Regions from separate parts of the Mus musculus genome. Here region 2 is linked to region 1. A link is a contact called in public ChIA-PET data. All regions are on one chromosome and are shown on one strand. Each heading gives the region's core, a stretch centred on a gene start, on an enhancer-like site or on the middle of the called end of the contact. The rest is flanking DNA. Distances are from core to core; before and after follow the strand shown.

What was found. ChIA-PET counts read pairs in DNA pulled down with a chosen protein or histone mark.
Region 2: a contact with region 1 is called in an RNA polymerase II ChIA-PET map of memory CD8 T cells, with 394 read pairs. The contact joins two enhancer-like sites. A contact is called at or near these places in 1 of 15 datasets of contacts at CTCF or cohesin (CD8 T cells), 6 of 484 Hi-C or Micro-C datasets (the HL-1 cell line, cranial neural crest, embryonic stem cells and 3 more), 5 of 115 datasets of contacts at active chromatin or transcription factors (embryonic fibroblasts, embryonic stem cells and memory CD8 T cells) and 4 of 9 other capture datasets (adipose tissue, embryonic stem cells, liver and 1 more).

What each region holds. Positions count from the first base shown.
Region 1 is chr9:58,612,063-58,616,213 of GRCm38.p6, forward strand. All of the region lies in intron 1 of Nptn (neuroplastin), which reads left to right. Among named protein-coding and RNA genes, the nearest start is that of Nptn, 32 kb to the left of the region's middle. Within about 2 kb of position 1,834, at least 10 of the 459 cell types and tissues checked have an H3K27ac peak or open chromatin away from gene starts, as enhancers often do. A contact at or near this core is called in memory CD8 T cells, where this site is marked.
Region 2 is chr9:58,655,606-58,660,058 of GRCm38.p6, forward strand. Rec114 (REC114 meiotic recombination protein) reads right to left here. Exons shown (of 6, transcript NM_028598.1): 5 at 2,152-2,238. Among named protein-coding and RNA genes, the nearest start is that of Nptn, 76 kb to the left of the region's middle. Within about 2 kb of position 2,431, at least 44 of the 459 cell types and tissues checked have an H3K27ac peak or open chromatin away from gene starts, as enhancers often do. A contact at or near this core is called in memory CD8 T cells, where this site is marked.

The DNA.
Region 1 (4,151 bases), core at 584-3,083:
TTAAGCCAACTAGTAATTAATAGGCCTTGTTCTGAGTTGGCAAGATGGTTCCACCTTGCTTCCAGGTTTGATGCCTGAGTTTGATCTCTGGGACCTACATCATAGGAGGATAGAACTGACTAATGCAACTTGGCCTCTGACCTTGGGACATGGCATCCAGCACATATGCAGAAGTGTGCACACATGCATGCACACACACACTGAGGTGGATGGATGGGTGAGGAAAGAGAGGGCTGTTTTCTTTCTTTGTAAGAAGGATACTGCATTTTTTGTATATTGTTTTTTATTTTTCTGTGTTTTGAGGCAGGGTTTTTATTTGTAGTCTGGGCTGGTCTAGAATATTGTACTACCTCTATTATCGGACTTCCTCCATTGTTCATAATCTCTCTTGTTTTTGGCAACTGCCAATTATTTGTGTCAACATATGTGAATCTGTTGTTGCCACACATTACCACAATGGTCCTTGTTTTATTAGAAAAGTTACAGTTGATTTTTTTGGTTATTTTTTAAGCGTGAAATCTAAGTTAAATTTATTTTGTGTGTGAAGTTCTGTTTCCCAGGCTGTTGTAAAGCAATGCCAAAGGTTGCTATATGTGTCTGTTTAATTTTTATTTCTTTGGAGACATACGATAGTAGGATAATAGGTAACATTATTGAGTGCCATGTACTGTTTTAAGCTGTGTTGTTTTATGTAATCCTCACAATAACCCTCTAAGGAAATTGCTATTATTAGCTCCTTTTTATAGATTAAGCAGATGAAGCTCAGAGAGGTTAGGCACTTCACTAAGGTCATACAGTTAGTAACAGAACCTCATGTGATCCCATGCAATTGAATTTTATTCATTAAATTTAATCACTAAACTATGCAGACTCTTTTTTTTTTTCTTTTTTACTTTTTGGCATCAAGTAGATTTCTCTATTTTTCTGAAGTAGAAAAGCTAGTTAATTTAGGCTAACAAATCCTATTGCTATTTTGGATGGTATAATTTCAGACCAAGGATGGAATTTGGTTTATAATGATCTTAATCTTTTGACATGTTTGTTTTATTGAAAGGATCAGTCTTGACTTTGGAAAATGCTTTGTAATGGCTGCCATCTCTACCTAGTGCTAGTGATCAGGATAATCCAGTAGTTCAGCACCAGCATTCCCCCCACCCTCTCTGCATCTTCTGTTGCAGAGAATGAGGTTACCCTATTTCTACTACTATCACCATATCTTTAAGCCTGCCTTACTCTTGGTTGGTATACATGGAATGACTGCCTATGGACTTTTGATTAGTTTGCTGTTAAGTGATAGTGATATGTGGTCTGCTTAATTTACAGAAGATGTGTAGGCTTAAGTCTGACATTTTCCAGCAGTTCTACACAGATTTAAAATAAAATACTCTTTCCCTGTAACCACCTTGAGCAATAGGTCTTGTGCTCAGTCTTATTTTCAAAGTAGTTGATTTGAATTTGTGGACATGTATGAGAGAAAGAGAACAGACATTTTCTTACATCTTTGCTATCATCTCTTTATTTTGAGATATGAAGGAGAGAACTGCATGAGCCACCCACAGAAATCAGTTGTAGAGGGGCTCAAAGGGAACAGCATTCTTTTCCTTTCTCTTTTTTTAAAGGAAGTGGCAAGTGTAGGTGAGATTTGGAGGTTTGACCTTGACAGTAGTCAGCTGAGGGACAGAAGTTAATGTTACCTATAGTGTGGTTCCCTTGAAGGCAAGAGAGTTTGTTGGTAACTTTTTTTCCCTTAGGGCATAGGTGGAGATAGTTTACAACTTGCTCTGTGTTCCCTTTCTCTTTGCACTCTTTTCATATCTACACATCCATTTTCTCCTTCCAGAGAGCTCCTCCTCTTCCCTGCTGCTAGCCCCAGCTGTCATCTTCGCTTCCCATCCTCCAACCTCAGCTATGCAGTTTTTCATTACACTTTTCTGGGGTTTGATGCTTCTATTTTCACCCCCTTCAACATCAGCTTATATTCCCTGCTTCCCTAAAAGTCCTGTATCATTGTGCTTCTGGTGGCTCCCTAACTTCAGGCAGTTGTGTACTTTCATGTTGAGGGCACAGTTTGTTTGAAAGCCCTTGGTGATGAAAGGCAGGACAGTGAGTCAGGTTCTGAGCTGCTTCTGAAAGCTGGTTCTTCTGAATTGGAGCTAATTTTGGATAGATAATGAGGCCGGATGATTGCTAATAACCTTCCTTGCTAATTGTGATTTATTTCGCAGTGCTGTATAGAGAAGTTCTTTCTCAGTTTGGAGGGGAAATAGATCTATTTGCATGTTTTTGTTTTTTTTTTTTTTTTTTTTTGAGTGTTGAGCTATCAAGGAATCTCATAGTTTCTGTAGAGACAGTACAGTTTGTGAGAAAGAGCCCCCAAATAAGAATTAAAGACACCTTAGTCCCAGGTATACTCAGGCTTAGCCACTTAAGTTATCTTTTTTTTTTTAAAGATTTATTTATTTAATGTATGTGAGTACACTGCTCTCTAAAGACACACCAGAAGAGGGCATTAGATCCCATTACAGATGGTTATGAGTCACCATGTGGTTGCTGGGAATTGAACTCAGGACCTCTGGAAGAGCAGTCAGTGCTCTTAACCACTGAGCCATCTCTCCATCCCCTCTTAAGTTATCTTAGTTAAGTCATTCTAGTGGAGGATGCCTACCTAGTGTTTTGTGTTTAAGAATTACTAATTAATTTGCTAAATTAAATGATAAAAAGTATATCTTTCATTTATTTTTAAGTGACTGCTCATTTCTTTTACTTTTGTAGCCTTGCAAGACACATTGATTGCAGTTGTGGACAGAGTTAAGAGACTATGCTTTGGCTTTGGGTATTTTTTGGTTTTAGGCTAGACTTTCATGATGATGGGCAAAATATCCTTCCATGACTTTCCAGTCATGGGTTTCAAAAGCAAGGAAGGGCAAACACTCAGCACTTAGCTACATCCCTAGCTTGCAGCACTTAACATTTTTTGGACTACAGGGTTTATAACACTACATTTCTTATAAAGCAGTATTGGTAATAATGTATATAAAGTGCCTGCAATAGTTAACTTGTACTTAGAAAATGTCGACTTAGAGAAAAGAGGAGTTCAAGAGCCTCCTTTCCTAACTTAGGAGCCATTGAAAGTTAATGGCTACTGGAGGAGAGAGAACTCCCTTGTTTGTTTGTTTTAAGGATGTGGCTCCTAGTTAGCTGGACCACACTCCAGTGGATGACCCCACATCCATAGGAAGCTCAAAGTGGCCTCAGTGGGTTATTAAAAAAGAGGTAGGGCTGGGTCTCAGAGGTTTAGGAGGTATAGTGAGAAGTGGGTAAATGTGATTAAAATGCATTATATGAAATTTTCAAAGAATAAAATACTAAAGAAAATACTGCCTAATGTCTTGATATCCCTTGTCTGTTTTAAGATAGTTTTACTGGGCTAGAGAGATGACTCAGCAGTTAAGAGCACTGAATCATAAAAAGTATATCTTTAATTTACTTTTAAATGACTATGGTAACTTTCTAGCCTTGTTACTATAGTCACATTAATTGCAGTTGTGGATAGTGTTATGTGGATAGAGATCATGCTGGCTGTTAAGAGCCACTGGCTCTTCTTCCAGAGGTCCTGAGTTCAATTCCCTGCACCCATATAGTGGTTCACGACCATCTAGGGATCTGATGCCCTCTTCTGGCATGCAGGAGTACATAAAACACAAAAAATTTTTAAAAAGATAGTTTCAGTCCTTTTTTTTTTAAAGATTTATTTTTTGTGTATAGATGTGTTTTACCTGCATGTTTGTACAATATGAATGTGCAGTTCTTAACGAGGCCAGACTCTGGAGGAATCTGACTCCCTGGATTCTCTGGAACTAGACCCATTTGGTTCCCATTTGGAACCAAACTTAGATGCTCTGCAAGAATGAGTGCTTAGAACCACTGAGCCATCTTTCCAGCCCCTTCATTTTTATTTTTTATAAAGTTTAAATTTGGATATTATAATTTACCAATTCAAACAGTAATTTTTGACTTGGTCTTAATTTTGTTTGTTTTGCTTTTGTTTCTGAGATAGGGTTTCTTTGTGTAGCCCTGGCTATCCCACAACTAGCTTTGTGGACCAGACTGGCCTCAAAACTCACAGAGAACAACCACTTGCCTCGGAGCAC
Region 2 (4,453 bases), core at 1,181-3,680, 44 kb after region 1:
GTGTGTGTGAGATGTCTCACATTGATATTGTCAGACAGGTAACTTCCTTTCTATGGGTTTACTGCTTGGCTTGGTGCAAGAGTTTCTCTAAGAACAACATGAATCAATAACAGAAATTTACCTTTCTAAATTTAAATTGCATTTTCAGATTCTGCCTAAAAGAAATAAAGAGACTACAGAAACAATATGCAGTCATGTTCTCCATTGAAAGCCACTGTTAAATTCTTCCAAATTTAGTATATTATAAAAATGGAATAGTGCTGTTTCATAACTTAAAAAAAATTAACGTACTGTGATTATTTCTCCATGCCAATGATAGGGCTTGATATGAGTTTGATTTGCTTGTTGTTGGGGGAGGTTGCCATGACACACATGGATGTGAGAGAGTAACTTTCTTCCACCTCATGGGTCATCATACTTGGCAACAAGCACCTTTAGCCACTGGGTCACCTTGCTGGCCTGATCACAGTTCTAGTCTGTCTGGAGTAATTCCTCACTTTAGCCACTCAAAATACCATTTATCTTGATCCCATTTTTTTAAAAAAAGAATTATTTATTTTATGTATGTGAGCACACTGTAATAGTCTTTAGCTATGACAGAGATAGTCACAGATGATTGTGAGCCACCACGTGGTTGCTGAGAATTGAACCCAGGATCTCTGGAAGAGCAGTCAGAGCTCTTAACCACTGAGCCATCTCTCCAGCTCTTGATTCTATTCTTAATTGTAAACATTGTTATGATAAACAATGTACACTTAGGTAGCTGAAATTCAGTCTTAAGAAAGTAGGATACTAAGCTTGTTTTATATCAGTTGTCTTCCAAAAGTTTATCCAACTTTATATTCACAGGATCATCTGCCCAAAAAGGTCAGAGCAAACCTGGGCTGTTTCTGTTCTTATGGATGCTTGTAATCAGGTGCTGGGACACTGCTGACAGTGTTCTCTGTGTCAGAACACAGCACCTTGCCCTAGTAAGACACTCCCGAACTGGGGAAGTCTGCCTCCTGCTGGACAAGGGTTTTCCTTTTCACAGTTGCTGGAGCATTAAGAGGTAAGAATTCTTTCTTTTTTTTCTGTGGGTACAGGCTGGGATTGAACCCAGGACCTCGTACCTGATCAGCATTTGCTCTCCTGCCTGCTCTCAAGTTAGTAAGCCAGCCATGACCCCACCCCCCACCTCACCCCCAGCCCTTATTTTCTTTATGTACCACTATTTACACAGTTTAATAGATGCTATTTAAATAAAAAAGGACTCCTCATCCTTTCAGGTTGATAAACATACAGGTTCTGTGAAAAGCATGAGTTGTTAGTATAAGCCCTTGCCTGGTACAGCCAGGATGTAGTGAACCGGAGATTCCTCAGTGAATTCGAGCAGAGGTAGCAGCCAACTACTATAAGTGTGAATGGAGCTACAAGTGGGCAGGAGCCATCTGCAAGAAGGTCTGTGTGGCAAGGGGTTGAGAAAGTCAGCAAGCAAAAGATTCTGAAGGGCCCTGAGATATTTTTTTAAAAGTGCTAAGTAGGCTCCTGGGCTCAGGCAGACTTCACTGCATAGTGTGACATTTGTTTATGAGCTGTTGGTCCATGGACTTAAAGAACTGGTAGAAGATGGGAGTCTGTAGGCATGCACAGCTTATATACCAGCTTTTAGCCTGCTGTGTCTTGGGAACTGAGCTGTTCCTGTTAAATGATCTGGAGTTGGATCCAGAGCCCATGTCCAGGTAAACAGCAATAGGGATTTTTTTTAATGCCTTCCTACTACTCTCCATGTTCCTTAGTTGAGATAGTAGCACTAAAAGATGGCCCTTGAAGGAATTAGAATCTAGGTTTGGTTTTGGTATTTGTTTTAGAATAGTTTATAAAACTTTATTCCAAAATTAAATTCTCTCATTCTTTCAAGGAAGGGGTGACTTCCTCACAGCACATGAAGCCAATCTCCTGTTTACTTCCTCAGACAGCCAGTGCCACTGCTAACCTGTGTGATCTAAGGGCAGGGGCAAGGCTAATGGCAGCAACCTGTCGTTGATTGACTTCATCTTCTGTTTAATAATAATACTTACGGTTTCTTTTCTAGGATAAGAGAAAGAATCAAGGAATAGAAATGTGTGTATTTTGTTCTCTTTTTAGGAACAAAATCCAGCACAGAAATACCTGAGCTCGATGTGTCACTGAGGTCCTTTCCTGTAGAACACCTGCCCCAGCTGCCATACACACGTGCTGCTCCAGGGTCAGGGAGGGCTGCAGAGAAACATGCAGTTAGAAAAGGAGGAAGGTGGGGTGGGGAGTGGGACTTAGATAAGTCTGGTTCATGTTTTCAATTCCTACAGTTTATCATGTGTTTACAGAAGTCAAACTCTGGTGCCTAGTGTCCCTCTATCTCTGCTGTCAGTGCTTTTGTGGGCTGCCTATCAGTTTAGCTCACGTGGGGCTACAGTGAGAAAGGTGTCAACCAAAATACCACCCCCAACACTAAACAGCAGCTGAGGGTGGCCACACTTCTGAGTCTTGTGGGCTCTTGGACAAGGTGGTTCAGCTTAGCAGTAGAGGGAAGCTTTGGGTACACACTAAGACTTTATTCTTGCTGCTACTGCTTCTGGACATCTGTGACCACAAGAGAGGTCCTAAGAACTACCACCCTTCTTCCTGTCTCCTCCTCCCACTCCCGAGCTCCTGCCTGGCCCTCTCCTATAGTGGTGTGGCTTGTCTCAAGAGCTCTTGGGTTGAGAAACACCTGGTGAGGCCACAATTAACAAAATTACAAGGCTAGGGGAAAGTAAAACCTAAAACACAAGCCAAGAAATGACTCAGGAACTTTAATTATTCCTATCTGCAAAGAAGGGAACAACTAGGTAAATGCTGCACCTTAGTGCTGCACGATGGCCTGAGCTTGGCCATGCCTCAACTTTTAAGGTAGACTAAGAAAGCAGGCGTCAGCTTTATGGCTCAGAAGTCATGGGTTGACTTGAGACATGTCTGCTCTAAGGCAGGCTTGCTATATGGAAACTGTGCTTGTACTCAATGGCTTGACCTGCTACCCTGCCAATTCAGTAAGTCTTTAGTTCCTTCTGTGCTCTGGAGGGTCTGATTTGATCACTGGCAGAAGGGCAGAGCTGAGAAGATGGCTGTGCTGGCTGCAGTGGTTGTGACAACAGTGTGGTTTCTGTTTGTTTTCCAGGCTCAGTGTTCTTCCCCAGTACTTCTCGTTCACCACTTCACAGTGGAGGCTCATGGCTTGCACGAGATCACACAGCTACCATAAAAACAGGCTAGGACTCTAACCTAGATCTGTTCAAATACCAGAGCTTGTGACCTTTGCATAATATCAGGCTGCTCACCTATCCAGAACACAAGTTACAGATGAGAAGAGTCCCTGAAAACAGACTTAGTCCTTTTAAGGTGTTTCTATCTAGACAGTCTGGCACCAGCCTTTAGAGTCAGCATACCAGAGCCTTTGTCTTCTGTTGTTGCTCCAGGCCCAGTCTGCATGTGTTCCCACATAGTCCAACTGTACTTGCCTTATCTGTTAATAGGCACATAGGCAGGCAACAGAGACTGAACCGTAGCAGTTAACTTGAAGTGTCTTGGCACCACAGCCACTGCTCTGGTCTTCACTTGGATAGTTCTCTCTCTCTCTCTCAGCCATTTGGAATCTTTAGGCACCATGCATTGATCAGTGTATACGTATTGTTCAGACTATACCTAACTTCCAGGTGTCAACACATTCCGTCACTTGTTCATAAAGGAAAGTCCCATTTACCTAGGGGGCGCTCAAAAAAGTCTTGGGTCAGAAAGGCCTTGGCACCTGTGTGGCAGACACAAGTTTTCCAAGATTCTTACTTCAGCTTACATTTCAGGCCCAGCACACCCGTACAAACTTGGAGGTTGGGGCAGGAGGATCACAGGTTTACAGGGTAGATCCTGTCCAAAACCAAAACACACCTGTTATTATCAGTAAGTAGTGTCCATTGTTGTCTGGAATGAAAGGCCTAGGTTCTGTTTGAAGTACTCACTGAGAGATGCGCTGCCCTGAGCTGCCCAAGGCTCTATGAAGCACTCTCCCTCCCTCAGGGCAGTGGTAGTTTAGCTGTCAGTGTCAAGTGTCTTGCTCAGGTGCTTTCCAGAAACAGCACTAGTCAGTGTGGGCCCCTTTTACTCTGCATGTCTTGGGAAACAAGGGCAGTCCACTGCCTGGCTTGTAGTGTGAGGAGCCTGGCTCCTCGGTCTTCTGGTCCCACTAATGCAGACAGTAAGGGTGGTAGGTAAGTGTTTACTGTGATGAAATGGTCTTGACCTTGAGGGGTCACACTTTGAGAACCCCTGCTCTGTAATGACGCTGGAATACATTTCTTGGCCTTTAGGCAGCTAGTTTGAAAGTATGAACCTTGAATTTAAAAGATCACTCAACATTAGATCTTTTTAAAAATGTGTGTGCATGTACATGGTAGTGAGAGGT